Regions from separate parts of the Hordeum vulgare genome. Here region 1 is linked to region 2. A link is a contact called in public Hi-C data. All regions are on one chromosome and are shown on one strand. The core of a region is the stretch at or near the end of the contact, and the rest is flanking DNA. Distances in the headings are between cores, read along the strand shown.

Region 1 (3,615 bases), core at 534-3,033, 210 kb before region 2:
AAACGAATCTTGATAATTCCCAAATCCTAAGTAACCTTACAATTAATTTTATCTTCCATGGGAGCATTTGGATGAAACACACTTATTGCATGGATAAACTCTTCGAATTCAATAACAGAATTTTTCTTTTCATCAAAAAGATCAAAAACCTACATAGAGAAGAAGAGACATATTCAAATAGTCCAGCTGTGTGATAGGCAAGGAAAGTTCATAAATCAAAACTGCTATGAAATATAACAAGTAGCCTTACCATACACCAACAATATTTGATACAGATACAGTGACAGCTGCGAGATTACCAATTACCTTAACTAAGACTAAGTCTTACTTTTAGATACAAGACAAAACAGCAGGTTAATTATACTTACGTAGGCAAAGTGTTCGAGAATATTTTAAACACGGAACTGGGAGAGCAAGCTTTTGCCTTACCCGATCTAAGAACAGATTCTTGCCTGACGGTGTCATGAACAAAGCTAACTGCAGCTCCTCCTGAAAACATACAAAACCTTTATAATTAGTGACCACCAAAAGTTTAAAAATTAACGGTGCTTACATCGGTTACATCTATGACTTCCTTTACCTGGAAGCTAGCTTCCTATTGCCTAACAAATAATCATAAATGTCTAGATTAGTCACTAATCGACAGCTTTAACTAAGGTCCTACTGTCCATGACAAACATCTTGGTACACTTCACCTTTCTGGTTGTCTATAAGAACATTAGGGTCATTTTCACCAACTACAATTATTTAGGTACAGAGGGAGTACGTAGTAAGCAAACATCAAGTCTTTTTAATACTTGATCTTCAAAAGAATGAGCATAGCACACTGGAATGCAGCCTGAATTAATAGTCCCGAGTCCTAACTGACATAGTTGACACAAGAAATTTGTTTAATTGCCAAAAGAAAGAAACAGGTCAGCCATTTTCTCAGATTCCATGCTTGATCTTCACCAATCCTCGAAGGCTCGAACCGTTCGAGCCGCCACGGCAGCCTAGCAATTTGAGATAGACAAGCTCGGCTGATCCGAAATCTGACACCCGTTACTGAATAAACTGGAGCGGTAGGCTAAAAAGGAGAGAAGTTCAACATCTGTAAACCTTATGGATAAGGCCGTCGTTGATGATGGAGCAGCTGATTTTCTTGTACAGCTCGTACAGGGCCTCCACCTCGTTCACCGAGACTGCAAGGCCACCACGAGCCACAACCACATCAATCTCAGGCCACAAAACGAAATACAAGAAGACAGACACGCAACCCGAAAAATCAGCTGTTCTTACAGCAGCATGACTCGTCGGCGAGGTCGGCGAGCTCACGGAACGTGAGGCGGCCGCTGGCTCGGTGGCGCTGGCGCTGGCGCGCGTGGGCGCGGAGGGCGGGCGGGCGCCTCTGGAAGCAGTGCGCGGCGGCGAGGGCGACCGCGTCCACCACGGCGAGCACCGGGAACAATGCCATGCATGCGAGTTCCCCGAGCGTCAGAGAGCTTCTCGACCCCTGCCGCATCAGCGAACGACAACCGGATCAGATTATGAACTATCAAAGGTCAGATCATGGGTGGTAGTGAGCCGGCGGAGGTGCTAGCTATTACGAGGGTGTTGGATGAGCGGGAGGGGTCCATGGGCTGGGCAGCTGCGGCTGGCAGCGAATCATCGATCGACGGGGTGCCGGTCGCCGGGAACGTCACGTACCGGCGCGCGGCCGCCGGAGTTCTTGGTGAACTGGCAGATTGGCGTCTCCGTCCAGTTCAATTGTTCTGGCAAAGATATTTTGCCAGCTGGGTGGTCCTGTTGTATTTAGGCCGTCCAAGTGGGTTGCTCCAATCATTCACCGATCCACCGCGGCCACACGCCAGAGTAACCCGGTGATTCCATGATTGCTGATTTGCTGCATACTCAATCTGTCTCAAAATAAGTGTCAAACTTAGTACTCCCTCCGTCCGAAAATACTTGTCATATGAATGGATGTATCTAGATGTATCTTAGTTCTAGGTACATCCATTTTTATCAATTTGTGCGACAATTAATTCCGGACGGAGGGAGTATAACTTTATACTAGAGCTAGTATAAAGTTAAGACACTTATTTTAAGACGGAGAAAGTAATACTTCGTCTTGTTCTTAAATATAAGTCTTTTTAAAAATTTTACTAAAGGACTACATACGAAATAAAATGAGTGTATCTACACTCTAAAGTATGTCTATATACTTCGTCTTGTTCTGTATATAGTTCTCTACTGAAAACTTTAAAAAGACTTATATTTAGAAACAAAGGAAGTATAAAATAGTTTTGCCGTCTCATGCAAAGATCTAAATGGTCATGTTAATAAACCTCAACAAATGGAATTTGTTCGCCACTAGCTTCTAATATTAGCATGTGTGCGATGGTGGAAGGAAACATTCCGTTGGCTACGGACGCGACTATGGTGATTTTCTTAATCTTAAGTTGTAATCTCAAGTTTTTATGGCGGGCCAGTATCTCCAAGATGATCGTAGTGATGGGATATGCATGTGCATATCCATAAAAATAAGTATATGTATATGTGTGGGCACCTGCGTTTGTACCGCGTTAAAAAGTTATTTCTATAAGTAGCAATTGAGCAATTCATTTTTTAATGATAACACGTAAGTTGTTGAACAAAAAAAAGATGGTATAGATACCCATTACTCAGTTTATTAGAGGAAAAGTCTTCACATCGACAAAAACCACCCCTAGCTGAATTAGGACTACCACATCATAAGAAATACGAAAATGCCACAAGGAGTCAATACACAACAAAACCAACGTCATATAAATCGCCCATCACATTGACTGACCTGATGACTTCAACTTCACCACAACTTCGGTTGTTCCCACCACATGCATGTTTGTCGATCTCATCAACACCAGGAGAGAAGACACGTCTGGAAGGAGGTGGACAAGAGTGTCGCTCCAGTCCCGAGAGGGAGACCAACGAGGCACGCCTAATGTTACCCACGTGTAAAGAGTGCTCCATCTACCACTAACACCTAGAAGGCGAGTCAACGCGCACACCACCTGCACCCTGCCATCACCAACTTCGGACCAGCCACACCACTACCAACGGGGTGTTACCGCCATAATAACTTATCTCTAAAACAGTGCTTCTATGGAAGTAATGATGTCGAGGACACCGCTATCGTAGATCCGGCAAGGCGGGTCTTGTTTTTCACCTAGAGACAATATCTCGAGTATGTGAGAGGTGTTGGAACTCCTTGGTGATACCTTCAACAAGGAAACAACTGAAAGGACCAGGATGTCGCCTAGAGGGGGTGGATAGGCGTATTAAAATCTTATTACGGATTTGGCCATATCCTAATGCGAAAATAAATTAAGCGGATATGTTCCAAGCACAAATCCTAAATATAGTAGGCTCAACCGGGTGTACCAACTACTTATTCTAATAAGATGAGCACGACAAGGATACTAACAAGTACAAGTAAGTTATACATACTTACTTGGGCAATAACACAAGATATGAAAGTGTACGACACAAGTTAGCAATTCACACTAAACACAAGATATATTAATAGTAGCAAGTATGAATTGCGGGATATAAAGCGCAGGCCTAAATAATTAATCTTTACAAAGAAATAACCAACAC
Region 2 (3,407 bases), core at 42-2,541:
ATGTTGCTGGTGGCCTTGTCTCGCCGGATGTGCTGCTCCCTGGTCTGCATCGCCATGCGGAGCGCGGGCTTGCCGCTGGAGTCGACGCTCACACCGATGATGCGGCCGGGCATCAGCCTCTTGTACTCCTGGGAGGTGGCGAGGAAGGCAGCGTGCGGGCCGCCGTACCCCATGGGCACGCCGAAGCGTTGCGCGGAGCCCACGGCGATGTCGGCGCCAATCTCGCCCGGCGGGCGCAGCGTGGTGAGCGCGAGCAGGTCAGTGGCCATCACCACCTTGACGCCGTGCGCGTGCGCGTCCTTGACGAACTCGGCGTAGTCCAACACCTCCCCCTCGGTGCCGGGGTACTGCACGAGCACGCCGCAGACGTCGCCGCTGCTGTAGTCGAAGTCCTTGGCGGCGGAGACGACGACGTTGATGTCGAAGCCGGTGGCACGCGTCTTGCAGATGTCGATGGTCTGCGGGTGGCAGTTGGAGGCGATGAGGAAGGTCTTCTTCTTGGACTTGACGATGCCGAGGCACATGGCCATTGCCTCGGCGGCGGCGGTGGCCTCGTCGAGCAGCGAGGCGTTGGACATGGGCAGGCCGGTGAGGTCGGCGACCATGGTCTGGTAGTTGAGCAGCGACTCGAGGCGGCCCTGGGCGATCTCCGCCTGGTAAGGCGTGTATTGCGTGTACCACGCGGGGTTCTCCATGAGGTTGCGCAGTATGACGGCGGGGATGTGGGTGTTGTAGTAGCCCATCCCGATGAAGGACTTGTAGGTCTTGTTCATGGAGGCGAGGTGCGCCATGTGGTCGAGCATCTGCGACTCGGTGAAGCCTGCGTCGAACTTGCCGGTGAACTGCATGGGCGGCGCGCGGATTGCGGCCGGGACGGTGGCGTCGATGAGCGCGTCGAGGGTGTTGAAGCCGCACTCGGACGCCATAACGGCCTGCTCGGCGGGGGTGGCCGAGTTGTGCCGCCGCGGGAAGGTGTCGCTGGGCTGCAGCGCCGACACGGAGACGGGCCGGCCGGGCGTGTACTGGTGCGCCGGGCGCGCGCGGGGGCGCGACCCGGCCGCCGCCGGCCTGGGCGCCAGGGTGGAGACGCCGCGGGACGGGGACGGGGACGTGGCGGACGAGGAGGCCGCGAGCAGGCGGCGCAGCAGCGCGCGGCTGGCGAGGCGGCGTGCGCGCTCCATTGGGCTGGGGGGGTGGATGCGGAGACGCACGCGCGCGGCGGCAGGGATGGATGGGGTGGGGGTGGGAGGTGGGTGGCCTCCGCTCCTGGCGAGAAGAGCGGGTGTGGCTGGGTTAGGGAGTGTGATTTGGTTTGGTTGGCCAATATATATCGGCGCGTTCGGTTGTGCTCAGCTGGGGTGGGGTGGGAGTGAGGTGGAGAGCACGGCGCGAGACGGAGGTTTCAGGGTGACGTGGGCGCTGACAGTGGTGATCGGCAACGGGCGGCGGGGAGGAGGATGGCGTTTGGATGGACGAGGGGCCGAGCAGCGGCCGGTATAAGAGGCCCAGCCACAGAAACCGGCAAGTAGAGTGGGAACGGGCGACGGGGGGAGGTATCGATCGGGAGGAAGACGATGGGTCGATCGGGCGGGAGAGATGAGAGAGACGACGCGCGTCCCAACTCCGGCGCTGCAAGCTGCCTGGACCTTATCGCTTTCCTCCGCCCCAATCTCCCCTCCCGCCGCAGAAAATTCTGTGGAGACCGCTGCCCGCTGGGCCGTAATTTTTGCGGCGTCTGTTACACCCGGTGGCATGGCATGGCGTGGTGCCGAGCGGGGAGCTGCCGAATCGGTGCGGCGCTGGCGAGCGCGACGCCACGGCCGACGGATGCATGCTGGATCCAGTCCAGGAAGTGGTAACACGTGGGGATGGCGTGGGGCTCCATTGGCCGGGGTAGGAGAACCAGGGAAGGTCGAACTGCATTGGCTGGGGATGGTCCGCGCGTCAGTGACCGGCGTGGGTTTGGTATGCGTCCAAGCGGAGCAGACCCGGATGATGGTTGGGATCACCTACCGCGAAAGAATCTCTGGGTACCCGTGAGGGTGGGAGGCCGGATGTCGTTGTTCCACCAACCACCTATAGTCTGCTAACATATTTTAGAAAGCTTTTCATCTTCCGTTCAAGTTATTTTTTAGTTGTCTGGTTGAAGTACCATTTGATTGGCAGGGCTGGCTAGAAATAATTATACCGTTGATATTGTTTAGTGAAAAAATTCAGTAGTTGCTACAAGTACTAATTTTCTTCAACTATAATTATTTAGGTACATAGGAAGTACTGTATAATTTGATGTTATAGTTGCTACCGGTAGAAGTCGAAAATACAAATCTCACACGCTCTACGATGAGATTGAGGTTGTCCAACCTTTGGCAGTCGGAAATGAAGCCAGAGGACAATCGCATGGCGATCGAGAAAAATCTACTACAAGAAAACAAGATCCGTAAAACCATATCATTGGACACACCATCCTTCACACGACTCTCGACAATATGAAGAAGCACCATCGGAACGAGGTCGAGATGGGTGGACGTTACTCATGCTAGCAGCGACGCCATCGGCTTGCCACCGTCAATCGGAGACAAAGCCTAACTTTATTCCTCACCCTATCACCACTCACCACCAAATCGAATCCCTGGGGTCCCCGCCCCCTTCCGTCGTCGAAGTGACGAGCGAAGAGCGACGGGACCCGTAGTCCTAACCGGGAAGAAGGTAGATCGACCGCCGCCCTGGTGACAAATAATTACTTCATAATAAGTCAATACTCATTTAGTAATTTCTACTGCATAGTTAGCATTGTTTGATAAATGAATTGTGTTTTGTCTTGTTTTGTTTGCGTTGTCAGACATAAGCATCCAGTGATCGGAGGGTACCAAAACTATGGATGTGCCCGAGTTGTGTTCCTAACACTAGCCGGCCCCTGGGGCATAGTGTTAGGGTTTGGGGTAGCTTCTATTTCTATATCTCCTTCAAATACGATGATTTCATATTTAGGCGACGTCCTTTACTAACTTGTCATTTCAAAAGGGGATAGGTTCAAGTGGTGCATTTGTGCACTTCGTGTGTTGGTGAATCATCTTTAGCATATTCATTTCCTTTATTCACCAAGCTTGGGTATTGTAGCATATCACTTTTCCTTTCATAGGACATGGCTTAGGGTTACCTTTTGGCTATCCTTTTTCATTGACTATTGATGTCGGTCTAGCCATCTACCCCTCTAGAGATATAATACACACTTCTGTTATTCGATGGAATGGAATGAATTTTTGTTGTTGTTTTGATGAAATGGAATGGATTTGTATTCATGTTGCTCTGATTACTTATCGCTCTTTCAAATGAAAAAGTCTGAACAAAGTACCACACCACTTGTAAGCAAGTGGAGCTTAGCCTAAGTGGTGAACCAGCAAAGGGCA

The links. A called contact is a pair of places that touch in the nucleus more often than the background predicts.
Region 1: a Hi-C map of seedling shows a contact between it and region 2, with 2.6 times the contacts expected there. The contact joins the promoter of LOC123444253 here to the promoter of LOC123444252 in region 2. A contact is called at or near these places in 2 of 6 Hi-C or Micro-C datasets (leaf and seedling) and 1 of 1 datasets of contacts at active chromatin or transcription factors (embryo).

Annotation. Positions count from the first base shown.
Region 1 is chr3H:459,528,504-459,532,118 of MorexV3_pseudomolecules_assembly, reverse strand. It overlaps LOC123444253 (calcineurin B-like protein 10), which reads right to left and starts at 1,783. Exons shown (of 9, transcript XM_045120917.1): 1 at 1,587-1,783; 2 at 1,279-1,492; 3 at 1,099-1,181; 4 at 430-489; 5 at 41-149. The coding sequence starts at 1,616.
Region 2 is chr3H:459,320,272-459,323,678 of MorexV3_pseudomolecules_assembly, reverse strand. LOC123444252 (glycine dehydrogenase (decarboxylating) 1, mitochondrial-like) reads right to left here and starts at 1,291. Exons shown (of 15, transcript XM_045120916.1): 1 at 1-1,291. The coding sequence starts at 1,181.